Linked DNA regions of Mus musculus: all the other regions are linked to region 1. Evidence: chromatin contacts called from public HiCAR-type, HiChIP or PLAC-seq, capture Hi-C and promoter capture Hi-C data. All regions are on one chromosome and are shown on one strand. Each heading gives the region's core, a stretch centred on a gene start, on an enhancer-like site or on the middle of the called end of the contact. The rest is flanking DNA. Distances are from core to core; before and after follow the strand shown.

Region 1 (2,700 bases), core at 87-2,586:
CCCCCTCACCTTCTCTTTCATGAAACGGAGTCCTACTCAGTCCCAGAGGCAAAAATAGAAATATGGGAATGGAGAGACGGCTCGGCAGTTAAAAGCATTTGTTGCTCTTCCAGAAGACCCAAGGCTTGGTTCCCAGCAACCGCATGGCGGTTCTCAACCATTTGTAACCCCAGTTCCACGGGACTTGACTCATTTTTCTGACTTCCTTAGGCACAGGTACATGTAGGCAAAAAAAAAAAAAAAAAAAAAAAAAAAAAATCATAGGCATAAAAATTAAATATTTAAAAATAAAAAGAAATAAAGATAATTCCCTCCTTGAATAGAGCCAGGGGCTCAAGAACTCTGGTCTCAACTGCTGTCTTCAAGGTTGGCCTAGGCCAGAGCTCACACAGCAGAATCCTTCTGGCCAACAGACACTCCTGTAGGTGGACAAGGAGAGGATATGGAGAAGGCTACAGGATCAGTCATTTGACCAAAGGACCATCTGGAGACATGGCTGTAAACCCAGTGTGTGGGCCAATGTCTTCTGTCAACCAGAAGCAAAAACCTCTTCAAAAAAGGAGAATTTTTTATTTTGAAGAAAAATAAGAACTTGTCCTAAGTACGTTGTCACAAATCACAGATTGGCCTAAGGCAAATATGGTTTTTTGTTTTGTTTTGTTTTGGCTTGCTTATACAAATGAGCTCGGTTGGTACATTTTGTTTTACCAGTTTAGAATTTTAGGAATACAAATGGATGAAGAGGGTTCCTGGTCATTGGCTTGAGATTAGGCTGGGCAGGAACTGACCTCTGAGGGAGGAAGAAAAGACCAGCTTAGTCAACCAGGCAACACCTTAGGGTGAGGTCTGTGGGAGATAAGTCAGATCACCAGGACACTAGGACACAGTGCTTCAAATATTCCTATGCTCTACTAAGTCGCTTACTAATAAATGATTAAACGGAGCTTTTGGGTTTGTTTGTTTGTTTTTCTCACACAAAAATTCCATGGCCTTTGGGCTCACAATCAAAGAGAATTTGGTGCTACCAGAAGTTAACTTATCCTACGTAGCCAACCGACAGAGTTCACCCCATTTTCTTATCAACTTGCAACACTGGGCCCCTGAGGAGAACTAGTTGGAAGCAAATTCAGAACCGGAAAATCCAGGCAGCCCAGAGGGGCAACAAGTCCTAGCTCAACCAGGCGCGCCCTCCACAAAGCCTGGCCAGATTCCCGCTGAGTCCTGGGTGGGGGTGGGGGGAACCAGGGAGGGTCTGGCGTGAAGCCAGGCCCCGCCCCGCTCAAGGCCCCGCCCCTCCGGGCCCCCGCCCTGCGCCCGCGCCCCAGCTGCGAGGCCGGAAACCGCGCTGCACTGAGCCGCTGCTGCTGTCGCGCAGTCCGCTCCTCCGCTGCAGAGTCGTGCCCTGAGCTCGGCCGACAAGGCTGCCTTCGCAGCCGGGATCCTGCCAGCCGCGACCCCAGCCTTCGCCGTCGCCGCCTAGGGCGCCCCAGGCCGCACCATGGTGAAGGTGACGTTCAACTCGGCGCTGGCCCAGAAGGAGGCCAAGAAGGACGAGCCCAAGAGCAGCGAGGAGGCGCTCATCGTCCCTCCGGATGCCGTGGCGGTGGATTGCAAGGTCCTGGCTGGGGTCGCGGGCGGGGTCCCGGCGGCGGGGACGGTTTCCCGGACGGTCCTCCGCTCCCGGGTACCGTGGTGTGTGTGTGTGCAGCGAGCGGGGCGGGGTCCTGGCCCTGGCGACCCCCGAGGGGACAGTTGCACAGGTGTACGAGGTCCCGCGGCTTTGCACTTGGCTTGGTAGCCCGGGAACCTGCAGCGACAGGCACCGCCACCACCGAGTTTGGCACTTTTTTTCCAGTATAAATACTGTGCCTAAAATGGCTGACATCATAACAAGCCTAAACCTCTGTTGTTTCCTACTTTCGTTTCTAGGCTGAACAGCACTTGGACTAAGTCCAGCAACTGTAAGCATCTTCATTTTTTAAAAGCCCTTTTCTTTTACAAACTCCCTTGCCTACAAATGGCCTTCGGTGTTGGCAGGTGAACACCTTGGGGTCTGGAGAGAGAAGACAACAGTATACTGGGAGTAGTTTCTGGCTGGTGATTTTATTATTGTAACAAATATTCCAGGTGAAAGTAATTGCTATTGTGGCTGTTCCCATGTAACCCAACAGTTGACTTTTATCAGCCTCTTTGTGGGTACTTCTGAATAAGTGAAACTGGAACCAAAACATAGGAATTTGCTCCCATCCCTACAAAATAGGTAACCTTTGTGTTACCACATCCCCGGTTAGCACTGAGTGATGCTGTCACTGGATTCAATTTTTAAAAGTGATGTACAGTAATATTCTTTTAAATATAAATATAATTTTTGCCTAAGTTTTCTTTTTGCCTTTTTAGGGCTTCTGACATTTGATACCTATGAATACTAACAGCGGGTGCTGCTTCGTTTTTCACTAACACTTTTTAATACCTATTGTCACTTGGGTAATTTTAGTTTTGACTTAAAATCAGTCGTTTGTGTCCATGGTACAAGTAGTAAGGAGAGTTTTTGTTTTTGTTTGTTTGTTTTTTAATGATCTAATGAAAATTACTGTAAAGAAACAGGCCACTAATACCCTATAAAATTTTTGGATATATAATAGCAGTCTGGGCTGTTTGGACATGTTTTCTGGAAACGTTCCAGCTAAAAGCAAACATCAT
Region 2 (2,700 bases), core at 25-2,524, 2.7 Mb after region 1:
TTTTGAGTCTGCGGAAGAGAGGGCGGAGCTCTAAAGGCCCCTGCTAGACCTGGCTAAAGGCCCTGTTTAGGGGACAGGGGGAGGTATCTATGAGCTTGCTGGGAGTTGGGGCGCAGGGGAAGTGCAGGGTGGCAGACCACTTTGTGGCTTGCTGGAACTCAGGAAGGTGAGAAGGCAAATAAGTCCACCTGTGCTGCTCTGTGAACTCAGGGAAAGGGAGCCAGAGTTTAGACTCCCCAGATCGCCCCTCCTTTCAGCTCAGCACCACCCACCTGTCTGTAAGGAGAGAACTGGTCACCAGCCTTCACATCCCCGGCTGCCTGTCATATTACAGTCCACTTAAGCCTGTCAAATGCACTGGAGCACACCTTTAATCACAGCGCTCAGGAGAGAGGCAGGTGGGTCTGTGAACTGGAGGCAAGCCTGGTCTACACAGTGAATTCTAGGTCAGTTGATGCTACATGGTGAGACCCTGTCTCAGGTAGAAGATGGGAGAAGAGGAAAAAAAAAAATCTATCAAGGTCTCTGAGCGCTAAAATAAAAATAAAGCCAGTGGCAGGCTGGGACGTGGAGGGTGAAGTCGCAATTCCAAGGAACAGGAAGAGCCTAGATTCTGGGACTGTGGCCCCTTCACTCACCAGCTGGCTTATTCTGAGCCGGCTACCTCCCAATCCGCCAATTTCCTATCAGCAAACTGCAGTCAGTATAGCTGACTTGGGTAGCCAGCTACATGAGACTAGTGGTCATATGTCCATACTGCTGGACACTGCATTCCAGGCAACTGCTTGGGGACACTGGTGAATTGGGGCTGAGAACCTAGGGCTGGGTGTCAACCCCCCAAATAAGGCCCAGACATCTTAGGGATTTCCTCACTGACTCACTGTCATTTCATTTGGTCCTCCAGTACTCCAATAGCTGACCACACCACCCACCTTTAAAAAACAAAAATAGACTACGAGGGCCCAGGCAAAAGTGACTCCCACTCGTCTTCGGATCTCCATTTCAAACCAGTTTTTGTGAGCATTGAGATCTTTCAAGAGCTGCACCTGACTCCCCATCTCTGGCCTCAACCTGTTGCACCCACTGTTCACAGCCTTACCCCTCCTTCCTAGTGGCAAGGGGTGACAGCAGAGAAGCTGAGCCAGCAGCCGCTCAAGCCAAGCCCACCCCTGCTCCCTGGAGGGAGGCTCCTCCTTTTAAGGCTGCTTCTGGGAATTCCCACCCGAGCCAGAATTCGAGACCCCCAGCCCCAGCTCGGTACCTGCAGCTCATTCTTAAGGAGATGAGGTTGCCGCATCAAACCTGAGGGCGGGAGCTGCTGACCCTGAGGAAGGGGAGGGCAAGGCGCCTCCCTCCCTGTGCTTGCCGCTGGCCCCGCACTTCACGGAGACCGGCAGGTTGGTGCGGGTCAGGAATAAATCAAGAGAGATCGTAGGGGCCAGCCTCCTGATAGAGGACGCTCTCGCAGCTCCAATCCTTTGCGCCCGGGGACCTCTGCCCGAAGCCAGTAGCCCAAGAGAGCGAGTACGCCAATCGGACCAGCTCCGGCTTCGCAGCCCCACTGGCCCGGAAGGTGGACACCTCGCACCTCAGTCTCTCAATTACGCCTCCCCTTCATTCCCCCCTCGGCTAGCCTTCCCCTTCCCTCCATCTCCTTTCATTCCTGAAAACCTGTGGCTCCGAGAAACCTTGGCTTCTCTGGGACTCTACCTCAGGGGCCTGGCCACATCCGCTCCTGAGTTTGGGGAGCAGAGGGGCAATCGCCCCAAGAAGTCTCTCCAGCGATGGGAGCCGCCCGCCTGCTGCCTAACCTTACCCTGTAAGTGTGCTGCCTGCGCCCGGAGTTCTTTTTTGCCATTTCCAGCCCCAGGAATATTATACCTCCATCCCGGGGCAGGTGGGACAAGACAAAGGTGGGGGATGGGGGTGCCCTGGGGTGCCCACACCTTGAGCTGCCTTGTCTTCCCAAACAGGTGCTTGCAGCTATTGATTCTCTGCTGTCAAACACAGGTAGGCACCCCTGCCTAGCCCCCAACCCCCAACCTTTCCCACCTCACCTCGAAGGAGGAGAGGCAGGACTGGCCTCCCCTAACCAAGCAACTGTTAAGGTTTGGAGGATCAGTTCAGAAGGTGGGTTGGAAAACAGACTGAACCAGAATGGGGAATAGACTGAGGTTTGCCTCTCAAACCTTTCTAACAACACTCCTGGGTCTCTACCCTTGCCATCCCTCTGTGCTGGGTTTCAGAGGGCCCCAGGCAGTTAGCAGCCAGTGGAGGCAAGCGCTCAGGTAAGGTTTGTCCGTGCAGATACCTGAAGGGTTTGGGTTCGAAACCCACATGTACCGTCCACCGTCTACTCTTACCCACATGTTTGGACTATAGGTGGCCAGGGTCTCCATATGGTTGGACTATCCAACCAAGTAGACCCGTTACCTCTAGGGTTCCTAGGTCAAGCCTAGAGGTTTGTTTGGAGTGGAATTCAGGGCTTACCTCTCCACCCCTCCACCTCCCACCCCCAAGTCTCAGCCCCCAGCTCCAGGCGAGGCCCTGTCCCTTTTTTGTGATTCTCCATAAGACTGCAGCTATTAAAATGCACTGGTCCAGAACCGCTCTGGGGAGAGATGGTCTGGCTTTCCCAGGCCAGAGGCCTGTTTCTCTCCCATCCACTGGGGACTTTTCTTTTTTTAAGGTAAATGCCTT
Region 3 (2,700 bases), core at 176-2,675, 2.7 Mb after region 1:
TAACCCTGAGAACTAGTATTTTTAACTGTAAGTTGGTACTCTTTTAATGCTCTATATTACAGCCTGCTGAAATTGGAAGTCCTGTTGTTTTATCTCTTAGATGCAGTTGCCATTGTAAGCAGTAGTTATCAAAGTACCAATAGCTTAACCTTTTGAGTAATTATGATTGGCCAGCCACCATTCTAAGCTCTTTAATGAAAGTTAACTAATTTTATTCTCAACAGTCTTATGAGGTGGGTATCGTGGCTCCCATTTTTTAGATGAGGAAACTGAGATATATGATAATTTGTTTACAGTTTCACAGTTAAACTTAATTTGAGTCTAGATAGTCATACACCAAACCCTGTGTTAATAATGGACTATTCAACTACTGCTACAGTACAGTGAAGAGAGCATCCATTAACTAAATACAAAGACCATGGGCCTAATGTTCTCTCTTTCAGTGCTTCTTCCTCACTCTCCAAATACACAAATGTTGGTATTTTTTGAAAACTATCTAGGTTTTTCTTAAGTGATCGGGGTAAGGGATATCGCTCCATGGAGAGCACTTGTCTACAAGCAGCAGGTGCTACAGCTCAGTTGCCACGTTAGGAGAAGGGGTGAAAATGAAAATTGGATTGACATAGTTAGCGTGCTTGTTACGTACAGCAGTATATGGAACTATAGATAGATAGATAGAGAGATAGATAGATAGATAGATAGATAGATAGATAGATAGATAGATAGATAGATATAGATATATAGATATATATAGTAGCAATTGTCTGACATGGTGGCACACGCTTGGAGTCCCAGCACAATGGAGGGATCTCCGTGAAGTCAAGGACAGCGTGGTTGGTCTACATAACAAGTTCTAAGACAGCCAGGGTTACATAGTGAGACCTGTTTCAAAAGCAAAAAAGCATAGCTTCATCATGTAAGACATATATAACACAGTGACATGGACAATAGAATTGGAATATTTTGATTCTCTAAGTAATTCTCCATTACTTATTGGTTGTCACATTTAAATCAGAAAATATACTTCTCTTTACCATTCCTGTTTGAACCTAGAGGTGACATTATGGAAACTTTTACTATATATGACTCTTCAATGTGACCAAAACAAAGTGAGACCCTCTTAGATGAACCGATCAATAAATAGAAGAAATTTAAGTTTTCAGTGAGTGGTTACAATTACAAGTATCATAGACAACCTTCATTCTTTTATTCCACTTGTTGAGTATCTACTGTGTGTTAAAAACACAGGACATTCTGTTCTGTAGCTGCTGGGGGGGAAAAAAAACAATGAAATGATCGACCCTTGGACCCATTCAAGTTCTCATTTCCATGTTAAAGTAGGTTAGAGAATGAAGTGAGGCTGCAGGCTGTTCCTTTATTCAAGTTCATGGCTGTTGATGGCTATTTTGAAATTATTCAGTTGCTTCAGCCCTGATGGGCTAATTTACCAAAGTCCAGCCTTGCTACTGTGTCTGGTTTTGTAACTAAGCCATGGTATGACATGGTAGCAATTGCTAGCAATATATGCCAATAATGTGTGCAGTTTTGCTTCCTCTATACAATAGAGAAATTTGAGGTCATAGACAAGAGAGCCCCCCTGCCCCCCACTTCACATCATCCTACTTGATCTGATAAGCCATAAAAATGAGTTTTGTGTTTATATTGTGTTATTTGGAAATCTTTCTGGTTTATTTAAAATCTATGTGAACTCCCGCTACCCCAAGTAATTTTAAAACTTGCATTGGTTTATTCTTTCTTACGCAGGCAGACACAACTCATCCTTTAACCAAACACAGAAAAATAGCCTCTTCTTTCCGAGACTCATCACTGTTTGATATCTTCACACTTTCCTGCAATTTACTAAAACAGGTATGGTTATAAATTAGGTCATAATTCCTAGTTCCTTTTCATGAACTAGGAATTATTCACTTTCGTAAAAGTGAATGGGATTTGTCAATGGTCAGCACCTAACTGAGCCCATCATCTGTCATGTTATATACATCTGGAGATGGAGAAGCACTAGCCAGGTTGATCACTGACTTAGAGAAAGGTTGAGTGGTTTCCCTACTTTAAAGCTGTTCCTCCAGGTAAAAAGCAGTAGATGAACTAGATATTTCTTGTTTCTGTCTTCAGGGGATCTAGTTTACTACAAAGTTAGAGGTTTTCTGTTTGTTGTTTCATAGCCACATAAAAAGTCTCTATACAGAATGGAAACATGTTAGCTTTATGGTGTTTAGATTCTTAAGTGTTTTGTGAGCAGGTTCAGATTACATTGTTACCATATGTTACCATACAAAACTAGGTGACTTCTGTTCCCTGCTGAGTTGACAGCAGCAAATCAACAAGCAACATCTGTAAAGAGGAGTAGGGTTTAAATCTTTTAGGATCCACTTAGATTTTATAACCTGAAGGGTGAGGCAGTATCCCGTAAGGAAATTATCTGCTTTAAATAGAGAGCTGGTTTTAATTTCATTTATTGATAGCATTGAATTAATCAAAAAAGTCAGGTAGAAAACTTTACTACCATGCATGAGAGCCTGTCTGGGTTCAGTCGCCAGTACCACAGAAACCCTGCACGATACAACATGCCTAGGCTACAGAATAAGGCCATGTCTCAGAGAGACTGAGAAAGGGATGGGGAGAGTCAGTCCTACACATTTATAACAAGGTCAGGTGGCTTTTTCAACATGGAGAGCTAAT
Region 4 (2,700 bases), core at 166-2,665, 2.9 Mb after region 1:
TTCAAACCCTCCCTCCACCTACTCTCACCCAGGTTCAGCATCTGTCAGGTTCTACCACGTTCCCCCCAACCCCCTCTTCCACAAAGCTATCCATACAAGAACTGCAACAACGGCAGATGGGAGAAGGCTCCATCCTGGATCTCTGAGAAGGCAGCATTCACCAGCGTCCTGCAGGGAACACAGGAGCCAAGACTGTGTAAGTGTCTGAAGGACCTGTACTGTGGACAGAGGTGGACAGGGCAGTGGCTTCTGTGTTCAGCAGCCCTAGCCCCCACCTGCAGCTACCCTTTCTTCCCCAAAACTCAATGTCCTCCATTCTTCTCCCCCTGCTGCCTCCAGAAGCGACAGTGGCCCGAGGCTCACCTTCCCTCTCAGCCAAGAGCAGGTTCCATTACCAGCATCAGCACCATTACCCAACACCCACAATGTCTTGGTGCTGCTGAGAGATGGGGCAGCAAGAAGGGGGACCTCACAGTCTCTCTAGCCCCACAGGCAAAGGGGTGGGAGTCATGGGCCAGTTGCTGCAAGTGAGGCTGGCCCAGCTGTGTGCACAATAGCAGACCCAGTGGCAGGAGTCTGGTCCATGCCAAGGTACCACGAGGGCAAGCATACTTGTCACCCCTCCCCCTGCTGCTATTAGTCCTGCTTTCTGTCCTTGGTGTGACCTCACAGGGTGGGGCCAGCATGCTCTTGTAGACACTCCCTCCAACCCACACACAGTAGGTCTCATTGCGCTGCTGATGGTGATGATTCATCCTTGGCCATGAATTCTGGTTTACCCAAGCTATGGCTGCTGTACAGATTGCAGCGCTCCCTGCAGACTGGGGCCTGGAGTCTCCAGTTCTGAGGATACCTGGGAGTGCTCCTGGTCCATATCCTCTCAAAAGAGGAGCAGGGTTTCTCTCTTCCAGAGCTTTCTGTGCCTTCTTTCCTTTCCCCACCCCCAAGGCTAGGTAGACACTCACAGGGAGATGACCTCTGAAGGCAGGTTCTTGGGCACCGACTTAGAGTCCACGCAGAAGGCGGTGTCCCTGGTGCAGGAGCAGCTGGGTGGGCAGGGGGGCGTCTTAGGAGGTCTCTTGGCACTGACTTGCAGCATTAGGCAAAAACCCAGCGTGGACAACACCAGTAGCCTGCGCCCAGGGCCCCGCCTGGCTCGTAGCCCGGCCATGACTCCTGCAGGGTCTCCCCCCACACCAGCCTGCCGGCGCCCCGCTGCTCCCTGCAGGCTGTTCTGCCCCTCTCGAGAGCTTCCACCTCCGGGCTGCCGCAACTCTGGTGCCACCCGCTCTCTAGGCGCCACCTATTCCTCCTGACCTCGGGCGCTGATTGCAGTCCTTTCAGCTCCGGAGCGCTGCGCGGAACTGGGACCGCAACTACTGGCTGCCGGGGCTGGTGGACGCGGACTGCGGCGCAGGCGGCGGGGGCGCGCGTGGGGGCGGAGCGGGGAGGCCCAGGCCCGGCGCCCGCGGGAGAGCAGCCAAAGGATGGAGTGGTTGCACCCGTCCGCAGCGTGCCCTACCAGGCCACCAGGCTCTGTGTCTGATCTCCAGAGTTGTGTGTGCAGAGAATGCATTTGTATAAGAATTGTGTCTATGCAGGGTGCACATGGATCTGTGGACCTACGGTGCACCTGTGTGTGTGTCTTGGTTGTGAGGGGGCGTAGAACTAAGGGGTATGTCGCAAGTGACTCATGTACATCCAGGTTGGCATGAGAGATTGGGAGCTTGGGGGTGCGAGCTTGTTTGCATCAGCTGAGGAACACAGCGTGCTTTTGTGCCTGTGAGCTGAAAAGGGAAAGGGTAACCGCCGGAGTGGGAAGTGTGGACCGTTTCACACTGCACGGCCACAGTTGGAGTTGGAAGAGCCTTGGGGGTGCTCCAGCTCAGGTCTTTGTTTCATCAATAAGGAAACTGAGGCTACAAGAAAGCAAAAAGCTGCCAAACTCCCTATCTCTACTGTGTACTTGGCACGGTTAATTGGCTGGCCCTTTGGAGGGAAGGGACATTAATTTCCATCTACAGATAAGGAAAGTGTAGCCCTAGGCCCAGAAGCTCAACTTCAAGTTCACAGCAATCTTTCTACACCAGTGCTCTTCAAAGGGTAACTCTAGAGTCCAAAGCTCCTTGAGAGCCTTCCACGGAGTCCCCGAGGTCAACATACTTTACCTAAGAAGGACATTATTTGTCTATTGCACTTCCATGTTGCCACAAAAAGTACTCTGGAATTTTCCAGAGCTACATGGAGAGTGTTTGATGAAATCTCAGACTAAAGAGATTTGAAAAAAAAAAAGAATTATAACAGCAACATTTCTTCCTACAGCTATTTTTGTTTAAAAAGGCAAAGGCGTGTGGGTTGGCAAGATGGCACAGCAGGTTGCCCCCCCTCCCCCCCGAGCCTGAGGACCTGAGTTCAGCCCCTAGGACCCAAATAGCGGAAGGAGAGAACTAAGTGGCAGAAGTTATTCTCTGATCTCCACATGCATGCTGAGGCACCACCATACCTAAGCAAACAAACAAAAAACAAACAAACAAATCAATAATTAAATAAATAAATGGATGCAGTGGTTTTTGTTAAAGATATAGAAGTCTGGGAATATAGTTTAGGGGTAGTGCACACAAGGACCTGGGTTTGAGTTACAAAGTAGCAACGAATGTCATTTTACGGTTGGGGGTCAGCACCTCACAGGGAACTGTATTA
Region 5 (2,700 bases), core at 24-2,523, 2.9 Mb after region 1:
CCTTCATGCCAACCTGCCCGTGCTCACATCTATACATACCCACATGCATGTGTCCCTCATTGTCACAAGCCATATTTGAGGAAACGAGGAAGCCACGGGCACCAACACATATGCATGCCACTTCCCACAAGAGGACAGGCAACCCACATGGCTGCCTGTGCACACATGTATATCTGAGCGCCCGTCAATCCTTGCCTGGATTCTGGCATTGCCTTTTGTAGGTTCCAAGACACAGACTTTGAAAACATGTTTGCTCCTTGGCCACACTGGGTCAGCCTGATTCTTCACAGGCCAACAGGTTTGCACACCTACTCAAGTCTACCCACAGCCAGAGGTCTGTGCCACACTTCCCACCTACCCACCTCCTACTGCTTCAAAGTTGCCCCTCCCCACATAGAAACAGCCTGGTTGCTACAGTACTCCCTCAACATGTACTCCCACCCACATGACAAGTGACATGTCCACCCCCTAAAAATACTGGCTCTTGGGGCCCCTGCCACATATACCCACAGGCTACTCGGATAAATGCTGCCCCCGCACACATGTACCTCACGCGGAAAAATGTTCTGAAACATGCTACAAGCCGGTCAGAAACCCTAAAGGAATCTAACTGCGTAGAGACAGACCTATCTACGCAAGCTAGCCTCCAGCCTCCTCCCAACCATGCAGACACGTTGTACACACCGGGCCCCCTTCCCCAAGCCCATTTCAAAAAGCTACTGGCATGCCAGAGGGAAGGCTCCCCCACCCGGCTGAACCTTTTGGCTTTGCCGACTGCGCAGAATGGTCACGGGGTAACTAACTGTGTCGCCCCGGAGACCAGATCCAGCTGTTAAGCTCTTTGCCAAGGACTTAGGGGAAAGGGGACAAGGTCGCCAGGCCTGGCAACCCAGGTGGACAGCCAGGACAGTGGCGAGACCCTGGTGGCCGCAGCTCTTAACCTCCCAGAATAGGCAGGATGGTTTGGGGGGGAGAAGCGCACTTACCTGGCTTCAGCCGGCCCTGCAGAGGGATACTTGGAAGAGAAGGAAGGGAGAGACTCTGTGTAGATAGATGATGATCTCTCCAGGCAGGGGACAGCAGCCTGACGCCTGGGGTCACAGGCAGCGGGGCTCGCTCGCTCCTCTCTGGGCTACTGGGAAGTCGGCTTCCATGCCCCACAGGCAGCGCCTGTCTGGCTCTGCAGCTATAGCTACTGCTCCCGGCAAGAAAACGGCGGCGTTGCTGGGAACCCAGCGAGTAAGCGCGCAAGAAGAGAGGCAAGAGCGAAATCAAAGCAGCGTGGAGGAGAGAGAGGCAGAGAAATCGAGAAGGAACAGGAGAGCCAGACCGAATCTGGCTCCACCAATGGGATCAGTGGCTGCTCAGCGTCAGGTGATAACAAGCAAGCTTGGTCCCTGCTCGCCCAGGCTTGTGGGAGGGGGAAAGGGCAGAGGGTCCCCTGGGAGCTATACAGATGTCCTTGGAGGCAGCAGCTGTAGCTTCTGCCACCTTTCCCCCATTCTTCCAGGGCAAGATGCCTCCTGAAGTCCGTTCAACACACCTCCTACTTGGAATTCAGCCCCCAAACTTTAAGGTGCTCAGAGAGGGGTGGAGCTTAACCCACGGGCTCAGGAGGCTGGGTAAGGGAAGGGTCTCAAAAGAAGTGTCAGAGCTGGGGTTGGTGGGACCTTATCCTCAGTCTAGGTGTCTCCTGGGAGACCTTCACTGATGCACCGCACAATTTTCTTACCAACTCTTATCAAGAGAAACCAGCCCAGCAGCTTTAGAGACTCTGGAGTGTCCAAGGAGAATCTTCTAGCAGCTTAAGAGTCCCTAAGTAAAGGAGTGGGAGAGAGGCGTTGTAAAATAGGGAGGGATGCACAGAGGCAAGAATGTGGAGGGTGGAAGGATACACAGAGCTTTGAGTGTTCTCATCCCAACCACCCTCCAGGCTCAGGCCAGCAAAGCCCTGAGATTGCAGTCAGAAAGGACCATCAGCCGGAGGCTTGTCTACAACCTAGAACTGAGGGCGGTTGGAGTCCCCTCCCCCCCCCCCCCAAAAAAAAAAAAAACTCAAGGGAATTTGATGGAAGCAACAGTGACCAAGAGACAATACAATGATAAAAAGGACAGTTTTTGTAATCTGATGGAGATAGGAACAATTTCATCTCTATAGTTTTCCAGCTAGGTGACCTCGGTCAGCGACTGTCTCATTTGTGAAGTGGGCTGATAATACAAGTTTATTGTTATCGTGGAATGAGATCATTATGTAAATCACTTAGCTCTGGGCTTGGCACCTGAGAAATGTCAGGCAAGTAGTAAGAGTTGCTATCTTTCTCATGGTGACAGTCTCTGCCCCTGCAAAGAGTCTGCAGACTTCTAAGGAGTAGGAGAGACATTTGGAGGATACACGGAAGAAAATAAGGAGCCTCTGGTTGACCCCTCTGTACCTACTGATACAACCAAGGACCACAAATATGTTTTAGGGGCTGGGGAGATGGCTCAGAAGAACACTTGCAAAGAACTCAAGTTCTAGTCCCAGCTCAGAACCATCTTTAACTCCAGCTCAAGGGCATCCCATTGTCCCTTTCTGGTCCCTGCTGACACTGTACCCATGTGGTGCTGTTGTATAACAGTTTCCTCCAGGATTGAAACATTCCATCCTGCAGGGAAGCTCCTTAAGCAGGAAGGTAACCAACTCAAAATAGATTCAGGAAG
Region 6 (2,700 bases), core at 176-2,675, 2.8 Mb after region 1:
CCAGAGAGAGAGAGACCCCCAAAAGCTCTTAGCCCGTAGTAGGTCAATGGCCATAAGCAGAAGCCCACAGTATGGCTGGCTATGGATGAGGGACCGTGAGAAATGTCACTAGGTGGGGGATACCTGTTGGTCGAGCGAGGAACACAAAGCGGATCCAGGAGGCGCCCCTCTCCTCCACGGACAGCAGTGTCACTGGCTCACAGAGCAGCCCTGCCTCCTCCTTCACCTCCCGCTGCATGGCCTCCACGATGGTTTCTCCTGGTTCCATTCTTCCTGCAGGGAGGTACCATGTCCCCCGGCATTCCCTCTTGGCCTCCTGTATCATCAACACCTCATCCTGGGAGGGAGGGAAGTGAGACAATCTTCACTCCTACCCAGCCAGTCTGGGGGCTTCAGAAGAGTAGCCCCTACCTGGATGGCAGCCCAAAGCTCCCTTCTTGGTAGACAGACACCTTTAGGATGCTGGATCCTCAGGAGTCAGGCCCTGATATGGCTGAAAGCAGTGGCTGTCTCCGCTTTGCTGTAACTCAAACCCAGAGGGACTTCTGTTGTAGAAAGGGGCTGAGGACCTTGGGCGTTGCTCTAGGAGGCTTCCTCCTGAAGGTTGCCACCACTCCTATACTGACTCATTTATGCCACTGTCTTGCTCTTGTTCCCATGGGACTTACAAACCGCCTGTGTCAAGTCCTCAATCTAGGGTCTGAGGCTTTGAAACTTAGCTCCACCCCTATACCAACCTACCCCTTCTTGGCCAGGATTTTATAACGCTGACTTGTGCAGAAGTGATCACTAAAAAGAACTCTCACAGGATCGGAGGCCTGCATGTAAGCTCCCCATTACTCTCCCGAGGCGCCGGGAGAGTCTAGACTCCTGGAAAGGAAGGGGGCATATTACAGGCCTCTCCTGGTGGGGGGCGAGGTCTAGTGGATGAGATAAACCGCCCCGGGACCTCGGCTTCTCCTTCCATATTATAGAGTCTACAGAAGGACGATCTCAGCTCAGCTGCTAGTGTTGAGAGTGCTTTGCAACATTGGGAAGCGCCACATACAGGCAGCGGCCGTTGGCTCGCCTGTTCAGATCAGGGCAGGCGGCACGCTCCCGAGACCAGCCGAAGGCCAGCGGCCGGTCGGACGCTCACCTGCTCGTTGAGGAACACGGCCAGCACCACGTAGCAGACATTCTTCCGCAGCCGCACGGGAAACAGCGGCTTCCCAGCCGGCTCCGAGTCACAGCTCTGCACCAGCAACCCCTTTCCCCCCAGCACGGTGGCAAGCGCCCCTGCCAGGCCCTCCGTGGCCATCAAGTCTCCGGGGAGGTGGCAAGCCGGGACCTGCCAGACCCCCGGAGGCAAGCGGCCGGGACCTGAGCTGCGGTGGGCCGCGGCGCCCTCGCCCCCTCCCCTGACTTGAGGGCCAAGACTAACACGGAACCTCCGGGAGAGACCTGGTCGCTGATAGGCTGCGCGTCACTGCGGCCTGCCCGGATTGGCCAGCTCGCAGCGGTTATCGGGAGGGCGGGGCGCCGGGATCCTCCCTCTGCCCCCTCCTCTCCTGGGTTTCAGCCTCACTTCACACTCTCCCTAGCGATTAGCTAATTCACCCAGCACGCACTTGTCCGCGCGGGTTCCGACGGTGATGTCATCCTGCCTGTAGGGTGATGAACACCACTGTGACCAGGGTCGATGGCGTCACTCGTCCGATGACATTACGGAAGCCCAGACTCCGCCGTTCGCTCCCACTGTCCAGCTTTTATCATAAACGAACCACAGAAGTGCTCACGACGAATAGGCCCCAAATAACTTTCTGACTTCGTTAAAATGCTCTGAATGTGGTATGGCTCAGGCACATAACGTTGCGTTAGAAATTCTGATCTGTCTAGGTCGATGGACACAGGGCATTTTAAGAGTCCGAGGCTAAAGGATTGGTTTGGGGGTGGGGTGGGGGATGGGGAACGTGATTGACAAGCCTCAGAGGAGGGATGGGACAGGTGGTCAAGGTGGGACAAGGCTGGGGATGAGAAGAAGCTAAGGGGGGGGGGGATGAATGAAAGGGAGATTGAAGTCAGCACTGTAGCCTGCATCCGATCCTGTGCCCAATGCTTTTCCCAGGCTTCTGAAACAGACTCCATCTTTAGAGGGCAGGGGTGGTGCCCTCCTACCCAGCGTCCAGGGCCTGGTCATGAGGAACAGGGTGTGGGTTGTTTTGGCCAGCTCCTGCTTCTCTCCCAGCCTGACCTTTCTTCCTCTGAGCTTCTTTAACCTCCACTCAGGACAGGAAGGCAGGGCCAGCTGAGAGGAATCCACAAAGCAGGCCAAGTCTGGGCTCCTCACCCCATCCCAGACTTCCCTTTCCTCCCCCACTGCTGGCTCTGTGTACCTCCTTTGGGGGACAGTGGCTTGATGGTACTGACAAAGCTCTGGAGTTTAAAAGCCAGACATCCAGCCTCTGCTGACTGACGTGCTCTGTGCCCTGGGTGGCCTCAATGTCCTCATCTGTACAGTAGGTCTGTAACAGCCCTCCTTTTCCATACTTGTTGAGAAGCCAAGAGAGCTTGGGAGAAGCCATGCACTATCTGAACACCGTCACCAGGCAGCCCACCTGTTCTCCAGGTAGGGTCTCAAAGCCATAGTCCATAGAGCACACCTGCACATACAAGAACACACACACCGTGAAACTGGGGAGTATAGCTCAGCGGTAGAGT

What was found. Promoter capture Hi-C pulls out the DNA fragments that hold promoters and counts their contacts. HiCAR-type assays count read pairs that join an accessible place to other places. HiChIP or PLAC-seq counts read pairs in DNA pulled down with a chosen protein or histone mark. Capture Hi-C pulls out chosen DNA fragments and counts their contacts.
Region 2: a contact with region 1 is called in a capture Hi-C map of embryonic tail, with 4 times the contacts expected there. The contact joins the promoter of Fgf17 here to the promoter of Itm2b in region 1. A contact is called at or near these places in 3 of 39 promoter capture datasets (cranial neural crest, hippocampal neurons and pre-B cells), 3 of 115 datasets of contacts at active chromatin or transcription factors (astrocytes and embryonic stem cells) and 2 of 9 other capture datasets (embryonic stem cells and embryonic tail).
Region 3: a promoter capture Hi-C map of liver shows a contact between it and region 1, with 5 times the contacts expected there. The contact joins the enhancer-like site here to the promoter of Itm2b in region 1. A contact is called at or near these places in 4 of 39 promoter capture datasets (embryonic stem cells, hippocampal neurons and liver) and 1 of 115 datasets of contacts at active chromatin or transcription factors (astrocytes).
Region 4: a contact with region 1 is called in an H3K4me3 HiChIP or PLAC-seq map of embryonic forebrain, with 8 times the contacts expected there. The contact joins the promoter of Lgi3 here to the promoter of Itm2b in region 1. A contact is called at or near these places in 2 of 39 promoter capture datasets (the 3T3-L1 cell line and liver) and 1 of 115 datasets of contacts at active chromatin or transcription factors (embryonic forebrain).
Region 5: a HiCAR-type map of astrocytes shows a contact between it and region 1, with 4 times the contacts expected there. The contact joins the promoter of Phyhip here to the promoter of Itm2b in region 1. A contact is called at or near these places in 1 of 39 promoter capture datasets (pre-B cells) and 1 of 115 datasets of contacts at active chromatin or transcription factors (astrocytes).
Region 6: a HiCAR-type map of astrocytes shows a contact between it and region 1, with 7 times the contacts expected there. The contact joins the promoter of Nudt18 here to the promoter of Itm2b in region 1. A contact is called at or near these places in 3 of 39 promoter capture datasets (cranial neural crest, liver and pre-B cells), 3 of 115 datasets of contacts at active chromatin or transcription factors (astrocytes, large pre-B cells and pro-B cells) and 2 of 9 other capture datasets (adipose tissue and embryonic stem cells).

What each region holds. Positions count from the first base shown.
Region 1 is chr14:73,383,925-73,386,624 of GRCm38.p6, reverse strand. Itm2b (integral membrane protein 2B) reads left to right here and starts at 1,336. Exons shown (of 6, transcript NM_008410.3): 1 at 1,336-1,615. The coding sequence starts at 1,499.
Region 2 is chr14:70,640,842-70,643,541 of GRCm38.p6, reverse strand. It overlaps Fgf17 (fibroblast growth factor 17), which reads left to right and starts at 1,274. Exons shown (of 5, transcript NM_001360108.1): 1 at 1,274-1,819; 2 at 1,974-2,010. The coding sequence starts at 1,785.
Region 3 is chr14:70,698,111-70,700,810 of GRCm38.p6, reverse strand. Xpo7 (exportin 7) reads left to right here. Exons shown (of 28, transcript NM_001359888.1): 6 at 1,765-1,869. Among named protein-coding and RNA genes, the nearest start is that of Xpo7, 8.6 kb to the left of the region's middle. Within about 2 kb of position 1,425, at least 2 of the 459 cell types and tissues checked have an H3K27ac peak or open chromatin away from gene starts, as enhancers often do. A contact at or near this core is called in liver, where this site is marked.
Region 4 is chr14:70,529,536-70,532,235 of GRCm38.p6, reverse strand. It overlaps Lgi3 (leucine-rich repeat LGI family, member 3), which reads right to left and starts at 1,415. Exons shown (of 8, transcript NM_145219.4): 1 at 966-1,415; 2 at 97-168. The coding sequence starts at 1,171.
Region 5 is chr14:70,456,090-70,458,789 of GRCm38.p6, reverse strand. Phyhip (phytanoyl-CoA hydroxylase interacting protein) reads right to left here and starts at 1,273. Exons shown (of 5, transcript NM_145981.3): 1 at 987-1,273.
Region 6 is chr14:70,576,549-70,579,248 of GRCm38.p6, reverse strand. Nudt18 (nudix (nucleoside diphosphate linked moiety X)-type motif 18) reads right to left here and starts at 1,425. Exons shown (of 3, transcript NM_153136.5): 1 at 1,139-1,425; 2 at 124-337. The coding sequence starts at 1,300.